3 separate regions of the Mus musculus genome follow, and regions 1 and 3 are each linked to region 2. The links are chromatin contacts, called in public promoter capture Hi-C and targeted proximity ligation maps. All regions are on one chromosome and are shown on one strand. The core of a region is the stretch at or near the end of the contact, and the rest is flanking DNA. Distances in the headings are between cores, read along the strand shown.

Region 1 (3,847 bases), core at 235-2,734, 410 kb after region 2:
CCCAGCCCATAGGGAACTCACCTATGGATACTGCGGTCTGGGCAGAGGTCAGCCTCATAGTAGCCATCCCGGCAGTCCTTCCCCACAAGTTCATGTGGATGAGGCCGGTGAGGTGGATCCTTGGTGACCAGGGAGATTCGAACTGTTCCTGGTCCTGTGTAGCCATTGATCTGTCCAAAGTACAGAGTACTCTAGTGGCCAGCAATCCCTAATCTGGCTCTTAGACACAGGGCACGGTGACCAGGAGGCAAGTCTGCTGGGGCTGCACAGTGCGTTCCACCACATCTGTGTCCCAGCGACACCCCTGGGGGCTCTTGCTTACCTTGATGGTGGGGTGTGTCTTGGTGGTATCTGTGCTTCTCTCGCCAGGAATACTGCCCGCTGAGCGCCCCTCGCATTTATAGCGGAATCGCATGCCCCGTTGCTTCGGCTGTTCGATGATCTCCACATAAGGCCCAGAAGCCTGGGCTGGCTCTGTGGGTGACACAGTCAGCCATCAGGTGCTATCCCCACGGCCCCGACTCCAGGACAGCCCCTGACTACTGAGGATGGATGGTCCAACTTACCTGAGGGAAAGATGAGGGGAAACAGATCTGAAAGGGAAAGACAAGGCACATTGTCAATAAACTCCAGTGCCCACCCTCACCTGCGAAGGCCTGACAGAGCCAAGCTCCCTCCCTTCCAAGAAAACTGAGCCAAGACCCTGAAACCTGCCCTGACAGAGGCCGGGGAACTAGAGAAAGGGGACACAGAGGCATTCCTTTGCCAGGGGAAACTGAGTCAGTGCCTGTTTTACGTTCATAAGTGACACTGAGGAGGGGGTAATACCCTCCTCTCCTCTTCTGGGGAAACTGAGTCAGATACTTTCTTCCTTACACGGAAAGGAAGCCAGAACTAATCGCATCGACACGGGGGTGGGGGGAGCCGGAGGAAACGGAGTCAAGATTCACCCGTACCCCCACCCAGGAGGGACACTGAGTCAAGGCGCCCTCCACTGAGAGGGGTAACTGAGTCAGACCCCCTCGCAGCCCGCCCCGCCCCGTGCCACCATCCGGCCTGCCGCTCCCTGCGCAGCAACCCGCGGCGCAGAAAGGGGCGGAAGACGGCGCGGGGAGGGGGGAGATTCCGCCGCAGGCCCCGGAGCTCTAGGGCAGCCATCCCCCGAGCCAGAGGGCAGCCTCACCGTCCATGGTCAGGGTCCCGGGGGCGGGGCCGGGGTCGCAGCTGAGCCCACGGCGCGCTAAAGTAAAGCCATTCGCCAGAGGCGGAAATGCGCGGCGCGCGCCCGTCGTCGCGTCACTGCCCGGAATCCGGCCGCGCCTGCGCGCTGAGCCGCCGCCACCGCCACCGCCGCGCGTGGGGGGCCGAGAGCAGGTGCGCGACTCACGCTGGGCGCGGAAGGTGTGCGGCGGGCGCGCGGGCGGGGACACCGCAGCGCGGCGGGAGGACGCCGAGGCTGTTTGTCCCGAGGCCGGCCCGACTACAAGCTCCGCAGCGCGGCTCGCTCGGGGTCCCGGTCCCGTTCCCGGCCCCGCCTGGAGGGCGGGCCCGCGATTACTCACTCTGTTTTTAGGGGATTTCGGGTCCCGTTCCCCGCCCCGCTCTGATCTCAGGAGTTTGGTGATGTCACCCTGGCCGGGACTGGAGCCGAGCCAGGGCTGGTGGCAGGCTGCGGCCATTCGCCCTGCGCAGGGAGAGGCCCAGGCCTGCTGCTCCCGCGGAGGCCAGTGACTGAATTCCACACGTTTTCCTAAGCGTGCAGGGGCCTTCTGGGGACCCGCGTGCTACGGGCCACATGCTCCCCAACCTAGATCCGGCTGCGCGCAGGAGTGCTTCGCGGAGCGAGCGTGCTGCATCCGACAGGCCTTAGGGTAGAGGGGCAGACCGAGGACTAGGCAGACACCTGTACCTCTAAGAGTCCCTGAGAGCCATGAGTGCTGGAAGAGCCCCAGGGCTTCGTCTGCACACATAGGTGCTGTCTGCTAAGGTTTAGATCTTTAGGGATCTCCGGAACCAGCTAGGGTCACACCGTGAACATCTCCTTCAAGGCCTCCCAGGAGTCCAGGCTCCAATGAGGAAAGCGTTTGTAGGGAGCAAAAATTGCCATCTAAGCCAAGGGCAGGTGTGCAGATTGAGTGTGGGGACTCTGGCCGGAGGACGCAACACATCAGGCTGCCTCCACTATGCCAGAAGGAGGAGGCGCCTCCCGGGCCACAGGAGGTTTCAGCACTCAGAGAAAGACTTATTTTCTCTAAATTAGGAAATCATGTGGGAATTGGAAAAGATTGGAAATTCTGAATTGCTTTCCCAGGCTCTGAAAAAAACAGGAAGACAAAAGTGAAAATAGTTACGCCCCTCCCACTCATTTCAGTTTCTCACTTGGCGCAGATTAGAAAAAGCAGTTTAATATTTTGCGAGGGCGGATGTCAAGGCGACAGAATGAATATAATCTCCAATTAATGGCACACAGCCATCATTGGTCCTCACATGAACCACTTGTAAAAACACATATAGTTACAATTTAAGTTAATATGAATACCAGCGTCCTTACTAAAAAGTAAAGGCTAGAAATGAGAACTCAGTAGTTTTTGCATAACGTTGCAGGAAGCTGGGATTTGATCTCTGACTCCAGGATGCTCCAGTAATCCCAGCGCTCATGGGGTCAGACGTTCAACGTCATCCTCCTCTACATAGTTTGAACCCATCCAGAACTACAGAAGATGCTCTTTAAAAAAGGATGGTTGCAGGCTGGAGAGATGGCCCATCAGTTAAGAGTCGATAATGCCCTTGCAGAAGACCAGAGTCCAGTTATCAGCAACTGTAACTGCAGCTTCCGGAGACCTCACACTGTTCTGGGCTCTTGAGAGCAACTGCATTCACATGTGCACATATATACAAAAATAAAAATAATAAAATAAAATAAAAGATAAATGTGAGTTGTGTTTGGTAGTGCAGGCCTTTAGCCCCAGCACTCTGGAGGCAGACTCAGCAGGTCTCCTAGTTCGAGGCCAGTACAGTCTATACATAGTGAGTTGCTAGACAACCAGGACTGTATAGACACTTTCTCAACACAAATGAAAAAAATGGAGCTTTGTTTACAAAGAGAGCTCTGGACCAGCAGGGGCTAGCCGGTGTGATTTTGTCTCAGAGGGGGAGATGGGTAGGAGTGTATCAGAGTTACAGCACTTGCCTAGCATACTGAAGACTGGTATTTATCTCCAGCACTCCAGAAGAAAGGTCAAGAAAACGAAGGGGATGCAGGGGACACTGACGCCACTCATCCCCACAGGTGTGCTCCTCACCGTCCATTCCTTTTTACCCTGAGTTCAGGCTCTTCCCATCCAGATTTCTGCCCTCTGTGTGGGAGCCTGCCACCGTCACGTGGTCAGAGGACAACTTGCCAGACTCATTTCTTTCTTTTCACTAAGTAGGTCCTGGGAGCAGATCAAGGTCATCGGGCTTGACGATGACGACGACGACGACGACGACGACGGGCGCCTTTTTATGTTTTTGTTTGTTTTTCAAGACCGGGTTTCTCTATATATCCTTAGTTGTCCTAGAACTCAATATGTAGACCAGGCTAGCCTAAAACACAGATCTGTAGCTGGTCTTTGTTATTTTGTAGGTTCTTCTTTTTCCCATCCTTTATTCCCTTTGTTTCACACCCTATCAAGCAAGAGAGAGAGAGAGAGAGATCCCTGAATCTAATTTCTTTCCTTGTTTTTCTTTGACCACAGCTACCCACAACCCGAAACCAACATCCTAAACAACCACCAATCACCAGCCTCGACTCTCCTAGCATTTATATACTTTCCAAAAAGTTCTCAGAGTTCCAAATGTCACACAA
Region 2 (4,133 bases), core at 1,058-3,557:
TTATCTTTCCTGTGCAGCTGTGGATGGAGGGGCAGCCAGGGCTCTGGGTAGTGGCTCATAGGTTTTGACTTTTCAGTCTACTCCTCAGTGGCCTCTTTTCCCTCAAGTCACCCCCACCTCTTCAATGAGTCTCACTTACAGACGATGCGGCAGTGGAAGAGCCAGGAGATGTTGGGGCTGCGTTCCATCTGAGGCAGAGAGGGACACCATCAAGATGGTTGGGGTTGCCCCATACCCCAATCCACTGGCATGCCCATCAGCCACTCCCAACTCACAAAGTCCACACGGTCTTCAGCCAACCAATGGAAACATTTGAGGAAGAGGAGCAGCGTAAAGAGCGCCACAAAGCGAGGGCTGAAGTCATCCCGAAAAACGGTGAAGGCCAAACAAGTCTCAGTAACAGCGTACCAGGACCGTTCCAGAAGGTGCTGTGGGGTGAGAAGTGGATGATATGAAAACCAATCATTTGGGTACCCTCCTCTGAACCCTGTCCTTTGGGGCCACCAACATATTACCTCCATCTCTGCTGCCCTCAGCTGCCCGAAGAACACCTTGCCCATCACCTTGCCCAAGAGGAAGACAAGGACAAAGGCCTGGATGTACAGGACCTGGGGGTGAGGAAAGGTCGTGGTTTGAGGTTATTTTCTGCTTTCCCCTGCCTGGGGCTAATCATTCTGACAGGTCCCCAAGACTGTCATAGATAATTCCAAGTCAGGCGGCCCAGGGCTATTTCTCTCCTACTTCTATGACATGTAGCCCCACTTCTGCCCCTCCTTCCCTCCCCGGGCATTCCTTCTTCCCTGAGCCCTGAACTCACTGCCATGCTGGGGCTGGACTTGGTCAAATACACTACAGTGGGGTAGAACTGGTGTTTGAGGTAGTAGGCATGAGCCACCACTGCCCCGGTTAGCGCCAGGCTGGCCGCCATCATCACTGCGGTGCGGAACATCGCCCTGGCCCAGAGACCTGCACAAGGAAAATGACATTTGTGATATCCACACTATGTAAACCTAGCACAGTCCCTGGCAGAGTGTAAGGGCAAACACTCATTTCACCTTGACAGCCATTAGATTCAAAACAGCATATACTCCCTGTTTCACAAACGAGAAACTAGGACTCAAAGGGGTTAGAGGCTCACACTGATGCAAGGCCTAGAACTTGGATCAATCTCGTTTCAAATCTAGGGCTCTTCCACGCTGTCTGCCAAGGCGCCTCCTCTAGGGAGTCACTGAGGCAAAGTTAGGAGGAGGGGGGCTGCCACCGCTGACCCTCTGAAGGAGCTGGGATGATAGGCTTTAGAGGCAGGTTCGCTGGGCCCGCCAGGGGTGGAGGAGGCAAGGTGCAGAGGGCACAGCTTGAGAAGGCGACACAACCAGTGACAGCTGTGCCAGGGTGGTCAGCGCAGACGCGCGCCCATCGGGGTACGTCAGTCTGGAACCCTGCCCCCCCCCCCGCCCCCAGCAGTGTCCACTCTGAGAACCGGAGAAACGGCCGACCGCCAGGGTGCGGCGGCGGGGCTGAGAACCAGTCAGGTCGCCTCACAGTCGCGCACCTGTGAACGCTAGGAGTTGCGAACCTCGCAGGCGGGGCCCGGCCTCTGGAACGGTGGCCGCGCCGCCGCCTAAGGTCTCCAGCCATCTGACAGGCCGAAAACTGGCGGCCGAACGCAGCGGGGCGGGCTGATCGCAGTGACCCCAAAGGACAAGGTCCTAGACGCCGACCCCCCAACCCCAATCAGGACCAGGCCCACTCACCAGGAGCCCAGCGCCGCGAGCACGCTCAATCACCGCGACTGCGGCAGCCGCTCCGGTTAACAACACTCCCCACCCCCTGCGAACCGGAACTTCGGGGGTAAGACACCTCACTTCCGGCGGCGCGGGGCGCGGCGGAGTGGACCGTACCAAGTTCTCTTTGCGCGCTCCGATCTCGCCTGCGCTTCTGGGGCCCGTGCGCGAGCAACCGGAACGAGCGAGAGCTGTGACGTGTGGTCGCGACCAGGAGAGCAGCGGGAAAGGGCTGAAGCCCGCCACTTGCTAGTCGCCGTTGTAGAATCACCACCCTAAACTCCTCCAAGACTCCGGCTCTCAATGTGCCTGGAAGATGGGGCGTTCCGCGGGCCGAGCCATTTGGACGGGGGGCAGGAGCGAGCAAGGGCCAGACTTTATGTCAGGCATGAAAGAAATAAAATGTGTAAGCGCCTCATTCCAGGGATAGCTACGACACGGTAAGAAGTTAAGTGCTTCTCGGAAAAAAATAGCGGTGCAGAAAACAGATATAGGTCTTCCCAGGTTACCTCCCCCCAACGCAGGTTGTGTAGGAGTGAGTTTGTTCCCGTGGCTACCGCCGATTGGTTGCGATAAAGTTACGCGGACCAATGAGAAAAGAAAGGAAAAATTTCTGGCCTATAGGGAAAGAAAAGCAGGTGAGTGGTTGCTAGGGTCTGTAGGCAGAGTGGCCCCGGACTGGGTGCCAAGGCAGCTGGATGCCAGCTGAGAAAGCGCAGTCCATAGGCCGGGGATCCCTATCCCGCCTGGGGGGATGCTTACGGGGCCCGCAAAAGGAGCAGTGCTTGCGTGTCCGGACTGACATAAAACAGAACGCCAGTTATTTCTAGGTTGGGGTGGAGAGTTCTGTGCGAAGGCGTTGACTTTTCAACACCCCAAAAGCTCAGTCGGCGTGCGTGTTCATCCCTGGGAGATAGCCAGACCCTTTGTTCTGAGCTGATTCTGTCTGTTAGGGCTCACACAAGCAGTATAGTCGCGTACAGAATGGAAACTGAAAGCGGACACCTCATTACCCAGGTTTATCAGCTAGAGGGTGCTCCTCCCATTTTTAACTCGGACTCACTCGGAATTCAGAGGCCTAAGGGGGGGGGGGATCAAATATAAGAATTCATGAAGATCAACTGGAGGAATTTATACTGTGGGAGTCACAACACGGACAGTGAATACAGAACCGGAGGTGACTGTGTTGTTAAAATATAACACAGGGGCTTTCAGAATTGTCATTACTGATAGAGCACTTAAGAAAAATACATAAAATGGCTTTCCTTCAGTACAACGGAATTAAACATCTTGTCTGTCAAAAAAGAAAGAAAACTGATTCTAGACGACTTTAAGGCAGTGGCTGGCTCTCAACCTGTGAGTCGTAAGCCCTTTGGGAATCAAACCGTTACACAGGGGTCACAAATGAGATATCCTGCATATCAGACGTTTACTTACAATTCATAACTAGCAAAATTACAGTTATGAAGTAGCAACGAAGTAATTATGGTTGGGGATCACAACAGGAGGAACTGTATTAAAGGGTAGCAGTGTCAGTGCCTGTCTGCCCCTCAGCCCTGTGCTCTTGGTCTCAGCCATCTTCACCACCACCTGTTGTCTTTAACAGTTAACATCCCGAGATGGCTCCCCTTTCCTTCCTCCATAAGGCTAGCTATGAACTTCTACTGGCTACCTTTAACCCTACACACTCATCCTCCCCCATTCTTGAAAATCTCCTACATTTTGTGGCAATCCCTCCTCTCCCCCAGGTATATATCTGTCTTACTTCCTCTGTCTGTTTTTATTTAAGTTCTGTGTCCATGTTGGCCTTTTTTCTTGCCACATTTCCTCTGATCCTATGGCTTCAACTTCCCTGGCCCCAAGATGTCGAGGGAGGGCTCCCTTGTCTGGTCTTCAGTTCAGGTCTACTCAACCTCTGAAATCATGTAGTGAGCAGAGCATAGTGGCCCACTCCTACAATCCCAGAAAATTGGGAGACTGAGGCAGGAAGAGCATCATAAATCTGAGGCCAGCGTACAGCTATAGAGTGAGATCCTATCTAAAAAAAAAAAAGCTGGGCGTGGTGGCGCCTACCTTTAATCCCAGCACTCGGGAGGCAGAGGCAGGCGGATTTCTGAGTTCGAGGCCAGCCTGGTCTACAGAGTGAGTTCTAGGACAGCCAGGGCTACACAGAGAAACCCTGTCTCGAAAAACAAAATAAGGTCTCTTGCTGCAGCAACGAGAGTGGGAGCACCTGGAGCGCAAGCTTGGAAGGAGAATCCACGAGTTGTAAGAAAATGGCAGACAAGCCGGACATAGGGGAAATCGCCAGCTTCAATAAGGGCAAGCTGAAGAAAACCGAGACGCAGG
Region 3 (4,091 bases), core at 1,394-3,893, 440 kb after region 2:
GAAGGGTCTCCAAACTAATGGGGACATAAAGAGCTGTCGGCTCACTGGGGCCTAACGGTCTCAGAGACTGTCTGGCAGCGCCTTGTGGTCAACACAGGTAAGGGAAAGGGCCACCAAGGGTCAGGTACCTGGCTCTGAGGAGCCCCCTGTCCTTTCCTATTATGTCCTTAACCACCCAGCCCATTCTGCTGAGAGCAGCTGGCGTTCCCAGGATCGCAGCTAAACTGATGACACTGAAAAGGTTCCCATGTCCTCAGACCACAAAGGGCTCCCTCATTACTGCCATACACCCAGACACAGGCTGGCAGGGCAGCGACCCATCCTGGCAGCCTTCACTGGCTGACAAGTACCCAACCAGAGCTGCTCTTCTAGCCTTTGGCCCCCAACACTGCAGACAGGGAAGCTGCTGGTCCACACCAAGAGTAAGTGAGAGGCAGGCAGGCAGCCCAGCTCCACAGCCCTTCTTCCTCATAAGCTGCTGTGTACATGTGACGCTTACTCCGCCTCCTGTGCTCTATTGCTTTAGGCTATGAACTCTCGAAAGTAGAAGGGAAGACCGGAACTCCTGAGAAACCCCTGTCAGATCTTGGCCTCCTATCCTACCGAAGTTACTGGTCCCAAACCATCTTGGAGATCCTGATGGGGCTGAAGTCGGAGAGCGGGGAGAGGCCACAGATCACCATCAAGTGAGCCCAAATGCCCACCTGGGGGTTGTGGTTTGGTCTGTCTGTTCCTGGGGTTTCTGGGGACAGATGAATATCTTCAGGGGACTGAACTTTCCCCCACTTCCACCCCCACAGTGAGATCAGTGAAATCACTAGTATCAAGAAAGAAGATGTCATCTCCACACTGCAGTATCTCAACCTCATCAATTACTACAAGGTTAGGAGGCATGCTCAGGGGATAGATGAGATATGGATGCAGGCTCTGAGCTGACATGAGCTGGCTCTATCTCTTGCTCAGGGCCAGTATATCCTAACTCTGTCAGAAGACATCGTGGATGGGCATGAGCGGGCTATGCTCAAGCGGCTCCTTCGGATTGACTCCAAGTGTCTGCACTTCACTCCCAAAGACTGGAGCAAGAGAGGAAAGTGGTGACACACACTACCCATTGCCATACCACGAGAGCTGGCCGAACCATGGCTAGCACCCTGTCTTGTCCCATTTGAGCTTCGAAGAGGCACGCAAAGTGAGACAGGCCGAAGAACAGACCCAAGAGGAGAAGAGGCCTAGGAGGGGCCCACTAGTGGCCAGTGCCAAGGCAAGCTCAGGTCTAGGCCAACTCCGAGGATAACTGGCTTACTGGCCCAGGTCCGCTCTGAACACGTGGACCAAAGGGATCCAGGCAGCTGTGTACATTAAGATGGGTGGGGAGCATTCTGTACAGGACCGGTGATTGTAAAAATTTCTTTTATAAAGGAGGAGCTGGAGGGTGGGGTGGGCGCTGGTTGCAAAGTTCTGGCCCCTCTTGCCCCCAGAAATAAATTGTTTATATAGGCAGAGCTATCAGGAGTTCTTACCAAACTGGGTGCCATGTAATGGCAGCTTCAGGGTGCTAAGGTGCCCACAGACTCAGGCATTGTGAAGATCTCATTTATTGGGATAGAAACAGTCGCTCCAAGTGGTGAGAAGGGATCTGTGACTGTCATTCTCATGATCTGGTTCTCAGTCCTCAGGGACCTGGGCGTGAATCTGCAACAGGAGTCACTTCTACTTTGTGACTTATAATACACAGCAGTTGGGTGGGGACCCAGCTGCTCAGGGTGATAGCCTCGTCTAAGAGAAAAGTGGGGAATGCCCCCCACCACTGGGAGTTTGGGCCTCCGGAGCCATGATCCCCGTGGTGTTTATTGCCCTAAAGCCCCCAAATCACTAGAGACACTATTCAAATCGGATAGAAGGACTGACCAAGTCTGAGGAGGAAAAGGGCTCCTGAGTATACGTACCGCTGCTGCGAGGCTGGGCCAACCTAGGGCCCTATGCACTTTGGCATCTGGACCCGGGACCGTTTCCAGACCCCACAAGGTGAAATGGCTGAAGCTGCCGGTGGCCCCGATAAGGCGGTCCTGGAAAAGGCCGGGTTGAGACTCGGGACAGCAGCTACTGCCCTCACCCCAAACCTACCATCTCCCTTTGCTCACGAAGTCCCGCTCCAGCGGCTCCTGCGCCTCGTCCGCTTTGTCCTCCGCGTCCCCGGAGAAGTTCAGTTTCCCTATCAACCCCTCTCCCTTCTCCTCCGTCACCATCACGAATCCCGCAAACCCTGGCGGCACAGCTACCTCCTCGCCCCGCAGGCCGCGACCGCGAAACGACGCCTGTAGCCCTGCAGGAGGGACATGCAAAGCCATCAGGCCAGCCTGGCCACGGGAGGATGTACGGGTGGCGTCTGCCGCGGGCCACGAAGCCCGAGAGCCGCGGGGCCTGCTCGGACTCACCGTCTGCATCGTGGCGGACGGCGGGCGTGAAGAAGCGATCTACCGGGGCCGGCCGGCTGACTAGAACGTCGCAGGGCAGGAGGTGCAGCTTAGCCGGTGCGGCACCACGCAGCGAGCCAGGGCGCAGGTGAATACGCTGTTTCCCGTCTGCCGCTTCCTCCGGGTTCTTCATCTCAGAAGCTTGTAAGGTTCAGGCAAAAGCTGGCGGGTGAGGAACGCAGGGCCTGTCGGGAGACCGAGCACACTAGATGCAGAGCCTTATGGGAAACGTAGTCTTTTCTCTGGCTGTTCTCTGTAAGCACCTGCCTTCCTGTGCTCAAGTCTTTATGTGTGATCTCATTCTTGTGCCTCCACTTCCCAGTGCTGGGGTTTAGCTTGCGCCACCGTGCCCACCCAGCCCTAATATTTTTATGGTTTTTGTCGTTTGAAAGCAAGCAAACAACAACAAAAAACTGAACGGATTCCTAGAAGAGTCCTATTTAAATAGGTTGTCTGACAAACTATTTTTGGTGGTGATGAGGATTGGACTCAGGGCCTTGGACATATTAAGCACGTGCTCTAGGACTACCATCCTGTAGGGAAAAAAGGCCAAAGAAAGAACACCCGACCCCTGACTTGACTCTAAAACCAGTGTAAATGTTACAGCTCTGAGGAGAAAGGTATCCTGGCAGTTGGGAGCCAAAAATACTACGAAATCACATCCTACAACAAACCTCACATAAGAGAGTTATTGGAAAAGAGACAGGAGGGAAGGCGGCTGTCTCTGCTCAGAAGCAGCAAAGAACGGAGCAGGAGGGTTTTGGAGATGGGGCAGAACTATCCAGAGTGCTCTGAGAATGGAAGGATTTTGCAACCTGATGTTGGGGCAGCTCAGGGACTGATGCAATCTGTGGCTTCATCTTGGGTGGGTTTTGTTGTTTTGTTTTTTCTTTTCTTTGTTTGTTCGTTTGTTTGAGATAGGGTTTCTCTGTGTAGCCCTGGTTGTCCTGGAACTCACTCTGTAGACCTGGCTGGCCTTGAACTCAGAAATCCGCCTGCCTCTGCCTCTCCTGTGCTGGGATCAAAGGCCTGCGCCACTATGCCTGGCTTGTTTTGTTTTGTTTTGTTTTGTTTTGTTTTGTTTTGTTTTTTCCTTAAGGCAGGGCCTGGTTAATTTCCAGTGGGGCTGGACATAATGATTAGAGAAGTCTTGAGGGCAGGGCCTGGCTGCTCAAACCTCAAGGGAAACACACTGCCCCTGGCCTGTCTCCATGCCTTAAGACTTGGAGATTCCAGCAAATAATATTTCACTGTTGGTCTCCAAGTAATCCTTCCAGCTGCGCTGTATTTCCCACCAGCTCACACTGCACATGCCCCACCAGCTCACACTGCACATGCCCCACCAGCTCACTGCACATGCCCCACCAGCTCACTGCACATGCCCCACCAGCTCACTGCACATGTCCTACCAGCTCACACTGCACATGTCCTACCAGCTCACTGCATATGCCCCACCAGCTCACTGCACATGCCCCACCAGCTCACGCTGCACATGTCCCACCAGCTCACTGCACATGTCCCACCAGCTCACACTGCACATGCCCCACCAGCTCATTGCACATGCCCCACCAGCTCACTGCACATGCCCCACCAGCTCACACTGCACATATTGTACCT

What was found. Promoter capture Hi-C pulls out the DNA fragments that hold promoters and counts their contacts.
Region 1: a targeted proximity ligation map of pancreatic cancer cells shows a contact between it and region 2. A contact is called at or near these places in 1 of 39 promoter capture datasets (hippocampal neurons), 2 of 484 Hi-C or Micro-C datasets (CD4 T cells and regulatory T cells), 11 of 130 datasets of targeted methods (the SCID.adh cell line, bone marrow-derived macrophages, effector CD8 T cells and 6 more) and 2 of 9 other capture datasets (adipose tissue and liver).
Region 3: a promoter capture Hi-C map of the C10 cell line shows a contact between it and region 2, with 2.6 times the contacts expected there. A contact is called at or near these places in 5 of 39 promoter capture datasets (the C10 cell line, hippocampal neurons, liver and 2 more), 4 of 130 datasets of targeted methods (bone marrow-derived macrophages, embryonic stem cells, epiblast stem cells and 1 more) and 2 of 9 other capture datasets (adipose tissue and embryonic stem cells).

Annotation. Positions count from the first base shown.
Region 1 is chr19:5,635,178-5,639,024 of GRCm38.p6, reverse strand. It overlaps Rela (v-rel reticuloendotheliosis viral oncogene homolog A (avian)), which reads right to left and starts at 1,484. Exons shown (of 11, transcript NM_009045.5): 1 at 1,184-1,484; 2 at 567-593; 3 at 323-474; 4 at 22-170. The coding sequence starts at 1,190.
Region 2 is chr19:6,044,750-6,048,882 of GRCm38.p6, reverse strand. Syvn1 (synovial apoptosis inhibitor 1, synoviolin) reads right to left here and starts at 2,307. Exons shown (of 16, transcript NM_028769.5): 1 at 1,755-2,307; 2 at 818-966; 3 at 516-608; 4 at 276-428; 5 at 140-188. The coding sequence starts at 949. It also overlaps the pseudogene Gm8034.
Region 3 is chr19:5,600,425-5,604,515 of GRCm38.p6, reverse strand. It overlaps Rnaseh2c (ribonuclease H2, subunit C), which reads right to left and starts at 2,643. Exons shown (of 4, transcript NM_026616.2): 1 at 2,436-2,643; 2 at 2,142-2,323; 3 at 1,947-2,066; 4 at 1,557-1,692. The coding sequence starts at 2,607. The coding sequence ends at 1,666. It overlaps Kat5 (K(lysine) acetyltransferase 5), which reads left to right. Exons shown (of 14, transcript NM_178637.2): 12 at 527-686; 13 at 801-882; 14 at 964-1,502. The coding sequence ends at 1,098.